Linked DNA regions of Sus scrofa: region 2 is linked to region 1. The links are chromatin contacts, called in public HiChIP or PLAC-seq maps. All regions are on one chromosome and are shown on one strand. The core of a region is the stretch at or near the end of the contact, and the rest is flanking DNA. Distances in the headings are between cores, read along the strand shown.

Region 1 (7,051 bases), core at 1,918-4,417:
GGTGTTTCTCATCACAACTTCATCTGAAACACCATTTAAACCACTGATGAACTAGTGTAAGAAATGTCAGAGTTCCCGTCATGGCTCAGTGGTAATGAAGCCGACTAGGATTCATGAGGATTCGGGTTTGATCCCTGGCCTTGCTCAGTGGGTTAAGTACCCAGCATTGCCATGAGCCTTCGTGTAGGCTGCAGATATGGCCTGGATCCCACTTTGCTGTGGCTGTGGTGTAGGCTGGCAGCTATAGATCGGTTTCAACCCCTAGCCTGAGAACTTCCATGTGCTCTGGGTATGGCCCTAAAAAAGCAAAAAAAAAAAAAAAAGAAATGTCACCCACTCCTTCCAATGAGTGAGTGTCTTTTATTCTTTTTAGGTTTTTTTTTTTCTTTTTCTTTTTCTTTTTAGGGCTGCAGCAACTGGAAGTTCCCAGGCTAGGGGCAGAATTGGAGCTGCATCTGTCAGCCTAAGCCACAGCCATGGCAACACCAGATTCGAGCTGCATCTGCAACCTACTTTGCAGCTTACAGCAATGCTGGATCCTTAACCCACTGAGTGAGGCCAGGGATTGAACCCACATCCACATGGATACTAGCTGGGTTCTTAATCCGTTGAGCCACAATGGGAACTCTTATTCTTTTTAGATTACATTAATCTTAATTCCTTTAGCAACTGGGGCAAGAATTGACTTTTATCCCCAAATGGTTTTTAGTACATTCACAAAATTGTGCAACCCCCACTATCTAATTCTAAAACAGTTTTGTCACTTCCAAAAAACCCTCATGCCCATTAGTAGTCAAGGAATTGATTTTTTAGAACATGCTGAGGTGCTTGGTTCATGAGTTGTCTTTAAAAAAAAAAAAAAAAGAGCTTCTTACGTGAGGGATTCTGAATCCCGACAACCACGCTTTTGGCACATTTTCAACTATCTGGAATCAAACGAGCTTTGAGATGCATTCATATATGTACATACATACATATATACGTATTTTTGAAAAACTGCTAGTCACTGCTAGTCATTTTGGGCTCCACCCCTTCCTGCAATCAAAGCTTCTACACTCTACAAAGGATTTCCCTTATAAGGCAAAAGAGGCTTGCTAGATACATGTGGCAAAGAAACAGGAAGATGTCGGTTAATCACACAAAAATCTAAACGAAACCAGCTGTCGGGAGGCAGACCCAGAAGTCTGCCACACGCTGCCTCTTGGCTTTCTCTACAAGAGACTGAAAAGATTTTTTTTTTTTTATCCCCACCCCCCAATCCTGGGCTTAATTCCTTTAGTCCAGGAAACTTCTTAAGGCTTTTTCCCTTTTCTGACCGAGAGGAGCACGCTTTGAAAAGTGAACTTTTTAAGAAGTTCAAAACTTTCCAAAAACATCTTTCCTCCCAACTGGACTGTCCCACTTCTAATTCTTGGCTTACGGCTCAGGGCCATTTTTAAGCAGAAGTAATTGTCCTCCAGCGAGATGACTTGGGATGAGATCAGAGGGAGGGTAATGCCGGGTACGTGTGTGAAAGAGGCCAAACCAGCTACTGTTGGAGGCTTACACCAGGTTTCTGAGGCCTCTTCACGCCAGAGCAGTCCTTACAAGATTAAACGCTTTTGACGCCGGCCAGCAGCAAGGCAGTCTGTGGCCCTTCTCCACAACTGTCAATACATATGGCAGTTCCATCTGGCTGGGAATCTTTTCCACTTCTGGGGTCCCCATTCCAAGTCTCAGTGCTCCAGCCTTCAGGAACCCTTGGCTCCCACACCTTTCCCCAACTTTCTTGCTTATGAGTCTTTGCACAAACTCTCTTGTTCCAGCAAACTCTTAATTTTTTTCTATAAGACCCTGCCCCACCTCCACTTTGAAGTCTTATCCCACTGCTAGCTTGCCATGCTCCCACTACAGAACACAGAGGCCCCTGGAATGCTAATCAGCCCCACTTATCCCCACTAGACTGAGCTTGTCTGGGGATGGAGGGATGGAAGAAAAAAGACCAGGAATAGAGCACAGACTATATGCCAGATGCTATGCAGGATGGTTTTACTGCTATCCTAGGGGTCAGCACTGTTGTCACCCCTACTTTACAGATGGAGACATGCTCCTAGGAATTAAGTATGAAGTGGTATGTGATGGGATTGGAATACAGGTCTCTCTCCAGCCCCAGGGGTTGCCACCCCTGTCCCGTCCCAAGGGGCAGTCAGTCAGGGCATGGAGAGGGAGCTGAGGCCCCCTTCTCATTCAGCCCCATTATCTGCCTCAGGGCCCGCGACTTGGAGCGGAGGCACCCAAAACGATCGTGGGTCGAGGGCCCCTTGTTAGCATTCCAAGGGGCTTCTAGAGAAAGTCAGGGTCTCACAGCCCTCGTTCCTGCAGGGGCCAGCTGGGGAGAGAAAGGCCGGCGGCTCGGTACTGAACTTCCGCCCCCCCTCCCCCGCTTGGAGCAGACACGTCGCCGCCGCGCCCCTGGGAACAGCTGGGAAAGTTCAGCAGGAACCGGGAAACCTCGGAAGAGGCGAGAAAGTGCGACGCCCCCACCCCCACTCTCGGTACCGGCCTGTGCAACTCCAGACAATGGAAGCTCAACGTTTCCACTCTCACTTCCCGCCCCCAGGTCGAGTCGCAGCTCTCCCCCCGCCACCACCGCCCGGACCCCGGCGCCAGCCCCGAGTCAGAAGGCAGCAGGGTGCCCCCAACCCCTCTCTCCCCAGTCCAGGATCACGCAATCCCCTCCACCAACCCAACCCCCCTTTTCCCTCTCGGCGGGCCCCGCCCGATCCGGATGCGGCGCCCCCTCCCAGGCCAGGGAACAAGGAAGGCGATGGAGGAAGGGGTCTCAGCAGAGGGTCTCGGGTTCCGGGTCTACGATCGGAAGCTCCGTGGCCCAAGGGTGTGAAGGTGGGATAATGGGGGAAGGGGGGCCGACAGCGGTAGGCAGTTGGGCGGGGAGCGCGGGAAGCGGGCGGCACCGGGAGAAGGGAAGAAAGAAGGACTCGCTGGGGCCGAGGGTGCGGGAACCGGGGCGCGCGGGGCCGGGGTGCAGGCTCTCACTTTCTCCCGCCGCTCGCGCTCGCCGTCCAGCTCCCGCTGCAGGCCCTGCGCGCGATCCTCTGCCTCGTCCGCCTGCTGCTGCAGGGCCTGGATCTTGCGTTTCACCGCCTCCAGGGAGTTGAGGCCAGCCATGGCGCGGAGGCGCACGCAGCGGGCGGCGGGCAGCGGCGGGCGCTCGGCTCGGCTCTGCTCTTGCAAGAGCTGCAGCAGCCGCGCCCCGGCCCCCGAGCCTTTGCCTACGCCGGGGGGCCGCCCCTGCCTCTCCCCGCCCCCGGCAGGGCCGCCGTCGGGGCGATGAGGTCACCCTGCCCGGCCGTCGACGTCAGCACCGCTGGGGGAGGGCCTGACGTCGGCACCGCTGGCCGCAGCTGCTGGAAAGTGCCCCTTTTCAGGACTTATTTGGAGAAACCGCCGGGAGGCACCGCCTTCTCCTCTTCCTCCTCCTCCTCTTCCTCCAGCGCTTCCCGCCCGCCCGGCCCCGGGGCTCCTGCCTGGCCCTGTCGCGGGCGCCCCCATTACTGGACACGTACGTCGGAGGCTTTCTTCTCGCTCAGCTCCAGCTTTTCCTGCGCGTCCTTCAGGTTCTCGGAGTATTTGTCCAGCTCATCCTCTGTCCCCTTCAGCTTCTTCTGGAGGTGCGTCAGCTCCTCCTCCACCTGGGGACAGATCGGGGGACACGTCAGCCTGGGGGTCAAGTCCCCGCCGGTGCAGGGGTGTCCCCCACATTCACAAGAATCCTCTGGCTCTCTCTCTGGTCTTAAGTTTCCTCATATGTAAAACAGGATAACAATGTTATGCACCACTCAATAAATGCTACCTGTTAATATGACTTTCACATCCTTGCCTTGTCCTGGGACCAGCTGCACTTATCTTTCTTGGGGTCCTCCGATACCCTTGAGGAGTTGCTCGCAGCTTTTTGGAAACAAGTCCCGACACGTTTCCTAGAAACACGAGTTCAATTTTGCAGCCTCTTCTGGGGAGCCTCAGTCCCTGGACATGAACCATTCTCCTACCCTCAACCTAATTGTGTCCCACACTGGCAGCCAGAGAAGCATCCTAAGCTTATGTTTACTTTCCCTGTGCCTAGAACCTGCCATGGCTCCCTACTGCTTGAAAGAGTGGTTCTCATAAAAAAACCCTGAAGGGTTTAAAGGCCCAATTCCCTGCCCTCTTCTGGACTTTGGGGGATTTCTGGAAGAGAGCTACCTGCTGCGTATGGAAGTTCCCAGGATGTGTAGCTGCAGCTGCCAGCCAATGTCACAGCTCATGGCGATACCCATGTCCTTAATTCATGAGCAAGGCCGGGGATCAAACCTGCATCCTCATGGATACTAGTTGGGTTCATTACCACTGAGCCACAACTAGAACTCCAAAAGCTACTCTAAAGATCCCTTTCGGAATTCCTGTCGTGGTTCAGTGGGGGAATCTGACTAGTATCCATGAAGACACACGTTCAATCCCTGGCCACCGCCCGCCCTGCCCCACCCAGCGGGTTGAGGATACCTCATTGCTGTGAGCTGTGGTGTAGGTTGCAGACCTGGTTGGATCTGGTGTTGCTGTGGCTATGGCATAGGCCAGCAGTTCCGATTCCACCCCTAGCCTGGGAACTTCCATATGCTGCAGCTCTGGCCCTAAAAAGATAAAAATAAAAAAATAAAGATCACTTTCTTGAAAGGCTCGGGTTAAAGCTTTTAATTCTTCTGCATTTGGCCCGTGTTCCTTTTAATAAAAATGTCCCTTACATTCTCCAAATTTTCAGTATTCTTTGTTTATCCTGCGATCCTTGCCCACCGCCTAGCAACCACAATATGAGAAGCGATACAAACCACAGACCCCTTCATCTCTCCATCTCCATTATTCCTCCCTCTTGCCCCACTGCACCAGTCAAGGGTCAGCTCAGGAAGCTGCCTCTGTCACCCTCACTTCCTCTGTGTACCTCTATCCCCCTCCCCTAACTCTAGGCTGGAGTGCAGTCCAGCTCAGGTTTGGATCTGACTCTGTCTCAGGCAGTTAGACCCCTGGTCCTGTCCATGCTCCCCCAGTGGGCCCTGTATGGTCCTCCTGCTTCCTCCTCACAGCAGGAAGCTAAGAGAGGGTGAGTGACTTTCTGAGGGTCACACAGCACAAGATTTGAACCCACTTCTGAACAGGCATTCATGCCAGGCCCACTTTTCTGCATCCTTCCCTGACTTGCTCATGTTTATTACCAAGATGTGCAAAATGTGCCAGGTGCTGTGTGTGTGCTTGTGTGTACGCATGAGCAAGTTCTTAAAGGCTGCTATCCCCATTTCCAGGGCTGCTGAGTGTCCTACTGCTGAGCTGGGGAATGGGAGAGGGAGTGAGGGGTCAAAGGAAGGTGGCAGCAGCTCCAGTTTAAGTCAGAGTTCACTGGTCCTGACCTTGACCTCTAGACAAGGAGCCCAGAAGCCTGACTCCAAATACCAGCTGTGCAGACTTACGTCCCCTCTTCTGGCCTCAGTCTCCTCATCTGCAAAATTGACATGGTGGTCTCTGAGGGCCCTGAACTTCCACCTTGACTGAGAAAATGAACCAATTTCTGTAAAGACAGGTCAGCCTGACCCACTGCCCATATGACTTCCTTCGGCATACAGCATTTACTATGGGGCCAACTCCGTGCCAAGCACAGCACTCTTGTAACATGCAAGAGTGACACTGAATTCTGCAGCATTGGGCTCATTTGGGTGTAAAGACTATTGGGTTTTGGTGCCTTTTTCTGACAATGTTTGGACAACAGTAGATGGGATGGTGATAAGGTGGACAAGGGGCCATGAAGGATTTAGAATGCGCCAGGCACGTTACAAATACCATCACACTGAAGCCTCCTGTCACAGAAGGGTAAACTGAGTTCCTAAACAAGAAAGGGACCTGCCCAAGGCCATATAGATAGGGTATTTGAACTCTTGTCAGACCAACTCCAAAGCTGCTTTGTGCAACCGCCAGGCTATGTTGTGCCCCACTGCCCAGCACACGCGCCTTCCCTGACCCTCTACACCCAGCACCATCGCCCCCTCCCCTGGGCAGCCTGCACTGCTGCCCCCAGTGCCTGTCTCACCCTCTGGCCCAACCCTGACCCCTGAGGCAGGGGGTCTCTTTGTCTCTGGCTCCCCCAGCCTGGGACTCCTTGTGAGACAGACCTGCTGCTGAGCATTGCCCAGCTCCAGCGTTGCCCAGCACAGGGCTGGGCCCATGGCGAACCCCAGGGGTAGAGGGAGTTTACAGAAAGAATCAATGACACAAGTGCAAACCCTTCAGTGGCTGGTGTTGGGTCTGAAAAATAAATAAAACTGACACAGTTTGGGTTCCTTCCCTCTGTCTGAATTCCACACACAAAGCAGATAAGGGTGCGTGGTGCCTTGCTGGGGTGAGGGTGGGGTGGAGGTGAGCCTTGCCCTGGCTCTGGAAAGTCTCTCTCAAGTCACTTCCTTCTAGGGCCTCAGTTTCCCTGCCTGTAAAACAGCCTGGAGGGTCACGGACCATATATCTTTGTCCCTGTAAATGGGGCTTTTGGGCAGGGCTGAGGCAGGATGTGGGGTCAAAGGCCAGTTGTGGCGGATGTCACTGCCCTGGGAGTGGATCGGGCAGGAAGTGGGCAGGCTGGGCCTCCTGGTCCTATCCCCATACTGTACAGAGAGGGCTTGCAACTGGGACTTTGCTGCAGTGTCCCTGAGAGTCCCCCATGCTCTCTGGCCCCAGCAGCATAAGGCACTCTGGATAAGTTAAATCTTTACAACCCTCTGCCTTTGTTCCCAGGCAGAACCGACCATCTGCACTATGGGGCTCAGGCTTCTACTTTAGACCTTTGGAATCTCGGGTTCCATGCCCTGTCCCCACTTCTCAGGTGAGAACACTGAGGGCTCAGAGAGGGGCAGCAGTCTGCCCAGAATCCCAGAGCTAGAAGATGACCTAGGCTGGATTTGAGCACACATCTGCTTTAGTGGGCAGCTTTGTGGGGGAAAAAAAGAACAGAATGAACATCCAGCTGGAGACCAGAGAA
Region 2 (7,051 bases), core at 2,819-5,318, 980 kb after region 1:
ACCAGTGATGACATTGATATCAGGGTACAGGTCCTCAGAGAGGCAGACAGCTGTACTGTCCCGCTCAAAGGCATCTCGAAGCTCTTTCTTCACAGCTGCTGAGCCGCACAGACGGTATAGCCCCACTACCTGGGGGTAGGAGCAGATAGGAGATGTCTTATCAGGGCCACAGACTGATCAGGGCCCTATGGGGTGAGGGCCAGAGGTCTAGGTCAGTGTGGCAATGGACTGAGAGATTGGGGGCTGGCTTCACTGACTACCTTCCTGGTACTCTGACACCTGTCATGGGGGACCTACATGGCTGCCTGGACAACCTGGCCCTGTAAATCCTCTGGATGACTTGTCCTGGCACCCACACCCACTTTGACTCAGGAAACTGACTCCTTTTCAGCTTACTTGTCACCTCCTCTGGAAAGCCCTCCCTGACTACCCCAAACAGCAGGTCAGGCCCTGCTTTAAGCTTTCCCAGCTTCTTCACTCTTATCCCAGACACAGTTTTACATGTGTGATTTACTGGAGTCATATGTTTTTCCCCATCAGGCTCAGAGCTGCAGAAGGGCTGGAATCCTGTATTACTAAATGAACAGATGACCCATGAATTATGGGCTAGGTGCTAGGGTCTGGGGCAAAGGGAGGCTGCTGCCCTTGTCTAGGCTGGGACTGGAGCTAGGAGTTCCCCAGATGGGGTAGGGTGAAGCCCGGCTTTTGTACCCTGGGTGTTCTGGGAGGGGGTGGGTGGGTTTGGGGGCTAGTTAGGGTGGGGTGAGAGGCTTACCCTCAGCCCTCGGCGCTCGATCTGCCCGACACACTTCTGGATGATAAGGGGCACCTGGCCTGGGGACTGCTCCCGCTCCACCAGCAGTGGTAAGGGCAACCCGAAAACACGGGGCTCAGCTGTGCTTGGTGCTTCATGTTGCTCTGACAGGGTCAGCTTGGCATATAGCAGTCCTTGGGGCTCCAGGCGCACGGCCAGCTGCTGGGCCTGGCATCCTGAAGACAGAAGGGGGCCTCCTAAATGGGGTGTGCCACCACAGGCTCCTGTGCCCTAGCCCCCTATTTCAAGCCACGCCCCTACCCTGGGCTTAGTACCCTGGGCTCTCTGGGGGAAGGAGGGAGCCCTGAGCTGGATCCTGAGCCCTACCCCTCCTCCCTTGCAGCCATTCGTCCTACCTCGGAAAACTGTGGGCAGCAGCACAGTGCCCTGGGCGCAGGGCCTGTGCCGCCGAACGCCTGGGTCCCATGCCAACACCAGGGCCCGCAGCAGCCGGGCAGCCTCGAGTTCAAGGTGGAAGGTGTGGTCCAAACGCAGGAAGTCTGGCCCCCCACGCAGCGGCCCCGTTCGGGCCCGCGCCACCCCATCCACCTGCAGCAGGCAGCAGAGGTCTCGTGGAGTGGCCCCAGGTGCTGGCCGTAGCCCCCCCAGCCCGTACAGGTGCAGGCTGAGGCGGCCCCAGAGTGCAGCCGGGGGCGACCGGGCTGATGGGCCCACCTCATAGGGGCGGAAGGCAGTGGGTGATGGGGGCCCTGCTGGGCGCTCGGGTGAGTCGCCATCACTGAGGTAACCAGCCCTCAGGCCCCGTGCGCCCTCAGCCACTGCCGCCCGCCCCGGGGTTCCTACGCTGCTATCCAGGTGGTAACGGCTGATGACTGAGCCCTCTGGGGCGGCCCGCTCACGCTCTCGGCCAGCCCGGGTGCTCCGCAGGCTCAGGCGGCGCCGCAACTCGGGCAGCTTCTTCATCTTCATTGAGAGGCGCCTGGCTGGGCCAGGAGACTTGGTGCGGGAGGCTTTGGTTGGGGGACTGGCAGGGGCTGTGCCTGTGGGGAAGGCAGAACTCAGGCTCCAGAAATCTGAGTTTGGGATGGGGGTGGGGCTAGTAGCCATCTTAGGGGTTCCAGGGTATGAGGCTTGTGCTCACCTGGGGAAGTCAGGCTCTCTGGCTCAGCTGAGCCTGGCTGCAGCCCTGGGGGCTCAGCTGTCGGAGGTCTGGGGTCCTCTTCAGGGATGGGGTTGTACCAGATCTCACCAGCAGGCTCTCCACTGCCAGGTGCCCCAGGCCCCAAAGCAGCCTCCTCCGGTGGTTTGGCCCCACCCAGCACCCATCGGCGGCTGCTGGGCTCCAGGCTCTGCAGGTAGGCACCCCGAGCCGGGCTACGAGATTCTTCGGGGCTGGGAGGCCCCTCTGCTCCAGGCTGGGATCCTTCCAGGGCCTGGGGCTCTGGCTCTGGAGGGCTAGGCTCCTGGCGCTGGGCTGGGCGGCCTGGTAAAGTGCAAAGGAAATGAGACCCAGCCTCCCACTGTCCCCAGAATAGCCCCAGTCCAGGGCTCTTCTCCCAGCAGGGGCTGGGGCTGGGGTGCACTCAGCTCTGACAGTCTATACATTCATTTAGAATGGGTGGCAACAGGCCAGCAATCTCATTACCAGCTTAGAGCTGCACACTACCCCCCATCCCAAAAAGGACTCTGTCCCTCTGCCCTCCAGCCTCAGCGGTCCAGTGGGGTTTCTTTGTGCTTGGGTTCTGCATTCCCCAGTCTGCTTCCCCTTGCCTCTCATTAACTCTGGCATGGAGGTCTGCCCCATCCCTTCTTGCTGGGTGGCTTTGGGTAAGTCACTTTCGATCTCTGAGCCTCAGTGTCTCCTCCTGTGAAATGCAGGGATTTGTTGCTCCCTTCAGGGAGGCTTTGGGGAGCTCAGCATGGGAAGCATTTCCCAGGCACTCACATCTTGGTCAAACCCATAGTCCACAGTGGACGCTGGCTAGCTTGCTTGGAAGACAAGAGCAGGCATAAGAGCAAGAGTGCCTGCTGTGTTTTCCCTTACTTGCAGCATGTCACTCCCCAACTCCTTGCTTGTGTTCCAAACTCTGCCTGCATTTTGGAGCGGGTCCTGTCTCTCAGCCCAGGCCAGGCCTCCATGGTCAATGCCTTGACCTCCCTCCCCCCTCATCTTCCCCTTTCTGACATCTCGAGCTGTTTCCTGTGTTTTTCTGTGCGTGGGCACCCCTGTCCCTTTGCTCTGGGAACCTTGGGAATCTTTGGGAAGGGCTGGGGGGGAGGTCAGATCCATGCAGTCCTCTGCACCCCCTCCTTTAACTCCTTCCTTCCTGGGACTTCCTGTCTGACACAGCTCCCATTTCTTTAAGGTCTTGCCTGTGGACTCCCTCCTCTGGTCACTTCAGATTTCTATTCCCCAGGACTCAGCCTTGGAGGTTTCATTTAGTAGCATAGTCCAAAGAGCTGTTAAATCACTTCACTGGCACTGGTAAATTACTCAACCTCTCTGTGCCACAGTTTCCCCATCTGTATAAAGGGGACAGTTTCCTGGGGCTGCCTTAGGTGGGTTCAGCTGCAGTCACTGGTTAATAGGTCGCGGGGGGCGGGGGCGGTTGGGGGAGGACGGTGGTAGGGGGTGGCCACCATGCTTGATGAACCGCCTCTCTCCCTCCTCTGCAAGAGTATGCCTGGCAACCCTATACCAGGTCTCTAGGGCTCAGGGTATTCCCTGCTTGACTTGACTAAACCCCAGTTTCTCAGCCTCCCACCTCCTCCTCCCCTCCACTCTCCAGGCGCTCCGCCTCGGCCCCATTTCCTGTCAGGGGTGAGGCCCCCTCCAGGGCCTCCCAAGGAGCACGCAGCGCTGGCATCCCTGGCCAGGCGCACATAACGGTCCGCGCCCCCTCTCCCCCCAGCCCGTTACTTCCAGGACCCCTGCTTACCCCGGCCCCCAACCCCGGCCCGCAGGGGGCTCCGCTGGGCTTCCCCAGTCCCCTCAGTGGTCCCTCCTTGGGGCCTCGGGACACCCCCTCCCAGGCCAGATGGGGTCTGGCGCCCCTTCTTCTCCACCTTCCCCTCTCACCGCGCTCCTTCGCGTCCGACTTTTTCCGGGGAAGTTTCTCCCGGCCCCGAAGGCGGGAGAAGGTTTTCCTGAGCAGCGGCTCGGCCATGCTGGGGCCCGGGCCGGGCGGAGTGCGCGCCCCGGGCTCGGGCCGCGCCGCCCCCCGCCCTCCCCGCCCCGCCTGGGCCTCCCCGCCCGCCCCCAGTCCAGCGGCAGCAGGAAGCGCATTCCGGGAATGCTTGGCCCCAATTTTTTTTTTTTTCTTTCCCCTTCCCGCGGCCTGAGCGGGCGATGCTGGGATATGTAGTCAGTCGCCTGGGGCCGAGAGGGGAGTGAATGGGGGCTCTGTGCTGCCTCCTGGGCTCCAACTGAATATTGTAGAGCAGGACCAGGCCCTCATCTTTCCTCGTATCCATCTTCTGTTGATGACCGCCTACAGCAAGTTCTCTTGGGTTTATTACAAAATTCATCGGGCACTTATCCCTTTTCTTTCCCCCCATCCACTGTTCTAGCCTGGTGCAAGCCCTAGGCACCTCTCAGTTTTTGAAGACATGGCCATTTCCTTAGTTTCCTGATGCCATTGCGGTGCCTGTCTCCTCCACCCAGTTCTCCTCCCCTCAACCGGCCCCCGGCAATTCCAATTACTGCTGCTGTTTAACAAACCATCCCAAAACTTAGTGGTGTGAAACAGAGTTTCATGATGCTCACACATGCTGTGGGTCAGAAATGTGAGCTAACATTGTTTCTATTCAGTTGGAAAGATTTTGAGGTTTAGGGGGTTACTCAACAAGTGAGGGTCCAGAATCACCTGGAAAAATGTTCACTTACAGATCTTGCAATTGATGCCAGGTGTGGGCTGGACCTCTATAGGGGTTGTGGAATAGGGCACCTACACATGCTTCTCCATGTGAATTGGGGGCTTCGAGCAGCTCAATAGTCAAGAGTATTTGGGCTTCTTGCTTATCTACCGAAGCTTCAAAAATGAACAAGGCAGGGAGTTCCTGTCGTGGCGCAGTGGAAGTGAATCCGACTAGAATCCATGAGGTTGTGGGTTTGATTGCTGGTCTTGCTTAGTGGGTTAAGGATCCGGAGTTGCCATGAGTTGTGGTGTAGGTCGCAGATGGGGCTTGGATCTGGCCTTGCTGTGGCTCTGGCGTAGGCCGGCAGCTATAGCTCTGATTAGACCCCTGGTCTGGGAACCTCCATTTGCTGTGCGTGTGGTCCTAAAAAAAAAAAAAAAAAAAAAAAAAAAAAAAAAAAAAAGAACAAGGCAGGAAGTCCCTGGTGGTGCAGTGGATTAAGGATCTGGCTTTGTCACTGCTGTGGCTCTGGTCACTGCTATGACTGGTCACTGCTGTGATGTGTGTTCCATCCCTGACCCAGGAACTTCTGCATGCCACAGGCAAGGCAGAAAAAAATCCAAAATGAACAAGACATTACCTTTGCTGAATCAGCTTTGAGTGCCAAACTGTGTTACTTCTCGCACCAGATTCAAGGAGAGGGGTCATAGGCTGCACCTCTCTCAGTGGGCTATGTGTCAATGTGACCTTGTAACATTCTTGTGTGAGAGAATGTGGGATGGCAGATATTATTGTAGCCATTTGGAAAATTTAACTTGCCTCACTTGTATATTCCAATCTCCATGCAATATTCAGAGTGGACTTAAAAACCTGAACTCAGATCATGGCACATCCATGCCGAACAGTCTTCCTATAATTGCTCACCCCACCTAAAATAAAATCTAGATTCCTATAAATAAAATCCAGTCCCAACAAGACTTCTGGCCTTGTCTCCTTTGTTGTCCCTGTCACTCACCATGACCTCATCTCTGGTTCTCCTTCATATCAAATTATTTCTGCCCCAGGCTCTTTGTACATGCAGTGCCTTCATGTGGCCAGGGATCAAACCCACATCCTCATGGGTGCTAGTTGGGTTCACTAACCACTGAGCCACAACGGGAACTCCTCAATATTTATTTTTTGGTAAACCCTTTTGACAGGGTTTCTGTACTTTTCCTGTTGCATTTATTTGGTTACATGCAGCTCATTTAATTCACCATTGGCTATGATTTTTTCCCAGCAATCAGAAACTCTAGATAAGCATAGGCCAGCAGCTGTAGTTCCAATTTGACCTCTAGCCTGGGAACTTCTATATGCCACAAGTGCAGCCTAAAAAGCAAAAGCAAAAAAAAAAAAAAAAAAAAAAAAAAAAAAAAAAAAATTCTTGATAAGTGAGAACAAATGATCTGCTGGCTGTATATAATGAAATGATTATGAATGCTAAATTTCACACTTGGTGAAGTTTGTAAATTATTCATCTGGATTTTACTAATCACCATTTGGATTTTGGAGTGTGTGTGTATGTCTTCTTTCCTCCAAATGTTTACATAATTGGCTAATGTGCTATGCTTATGAATAAGCACAGCCTCCAGGAGATACAGGATTTTGTTGAAATTCAGGTAGATGGTGCATGTCGTGTTTGAGTAGAGCTCTACATCCTCTTGGCAGACAATGGAAGTTGGCAGATAAGTAAGTGCCCTAATTTCCTTACCCCTCAGATGGTATCAGTGAGGTATGTGTTCCACACAAAATCTCAGAGGTCCCCAAGGGATTGAATTTTACCTGCCTATGGCGAAAACTTGCATATCAATTCACTCTTTACTGATTCCCTTCCCTTCTCTGTCTCACTTCTTCACCGCCCTTTCAGCATTTCCTAGATCAATTTCCAAATAAACTACTTGTTCTTGAATCCTTATCTTAGGATCAGCTTCTGGGAAACATCAAATGAAGACATTCTCTCCAGGCCTCAGTTTCCTCATTTATCCAAAGGGATGGGTCCAAAGAGACTCCCTCTCTTATAAAGGCTATGGGGGTAGGAGGTGTTGGATGGGGCATGTGTCTGTGGACTAAGTCCCCTGTCCCTCTCTGGGGTCCTCAGTTCCTGGGAAATGAAAGATGGAGCAGCTTATGGGGAGCAGGCTCCTAGTATCCTCCACCCCCTGCTGTCATTCTAGTTGTTCCTACACTGGAGGTTCACCTTTATCTGGCATCTTCCAGGATGAGAAGGCAAGTGCTGCAGCCTGTACAGACCTCCCTGGCTGGGAGTCAGTCCCCAGAGGCACCAGGGAAGTGGTGGCTGCTCAGAGATGTCCACTGGGGTGGTATTGAGGAGCTGAAGGGACAAAGGGTAGTCGAGTTACCAAGAGGCATCTTCCTGAG

Evidence for each region. HiChIP or PLAC-seq counts read pairs in DNA pulled down with a chosen protein or histone mark.
Region 2: an H3K27ac HiChIP or PLAC-seq map of alveolar macrophages shows a contact between it and region 1. The contact joins the promoter of SYDE1 here to the promoter of TPM4 in region 1. A contact is called at or near these places in 2 of 2 datasets of contacts at active chromatin or transcription factors (alveolar macrophages and skeletal muscle).

The regions. Positions count from the first base shown.
Region 1 is chr2:61,467,500-61,474,550 of Sscrofa11.1, forward strand. TPM4 (tropomyosin 4) reads right to left here and starts at 3,168. Exons shown (of 8, transcript NM_214335.1): 1 at 3,037-3,168. The coding sequence starts at 3,168.
Region 2 is chr2:62,449,876-62,456,926 of Sscrofa11.1, forward strand. SYDE1 (rho GTPase-activating protein SYDE1) reads right to left here and starts at 4,069. Exons shown (of 8, transcript XM_003123426.4): 1 at 3,855-4,069; 2 at 1,917-2,258; 3 at 1,171-1,815; 4 at 776-990; 5 at 3-129. The coding sequence starts at 3,942.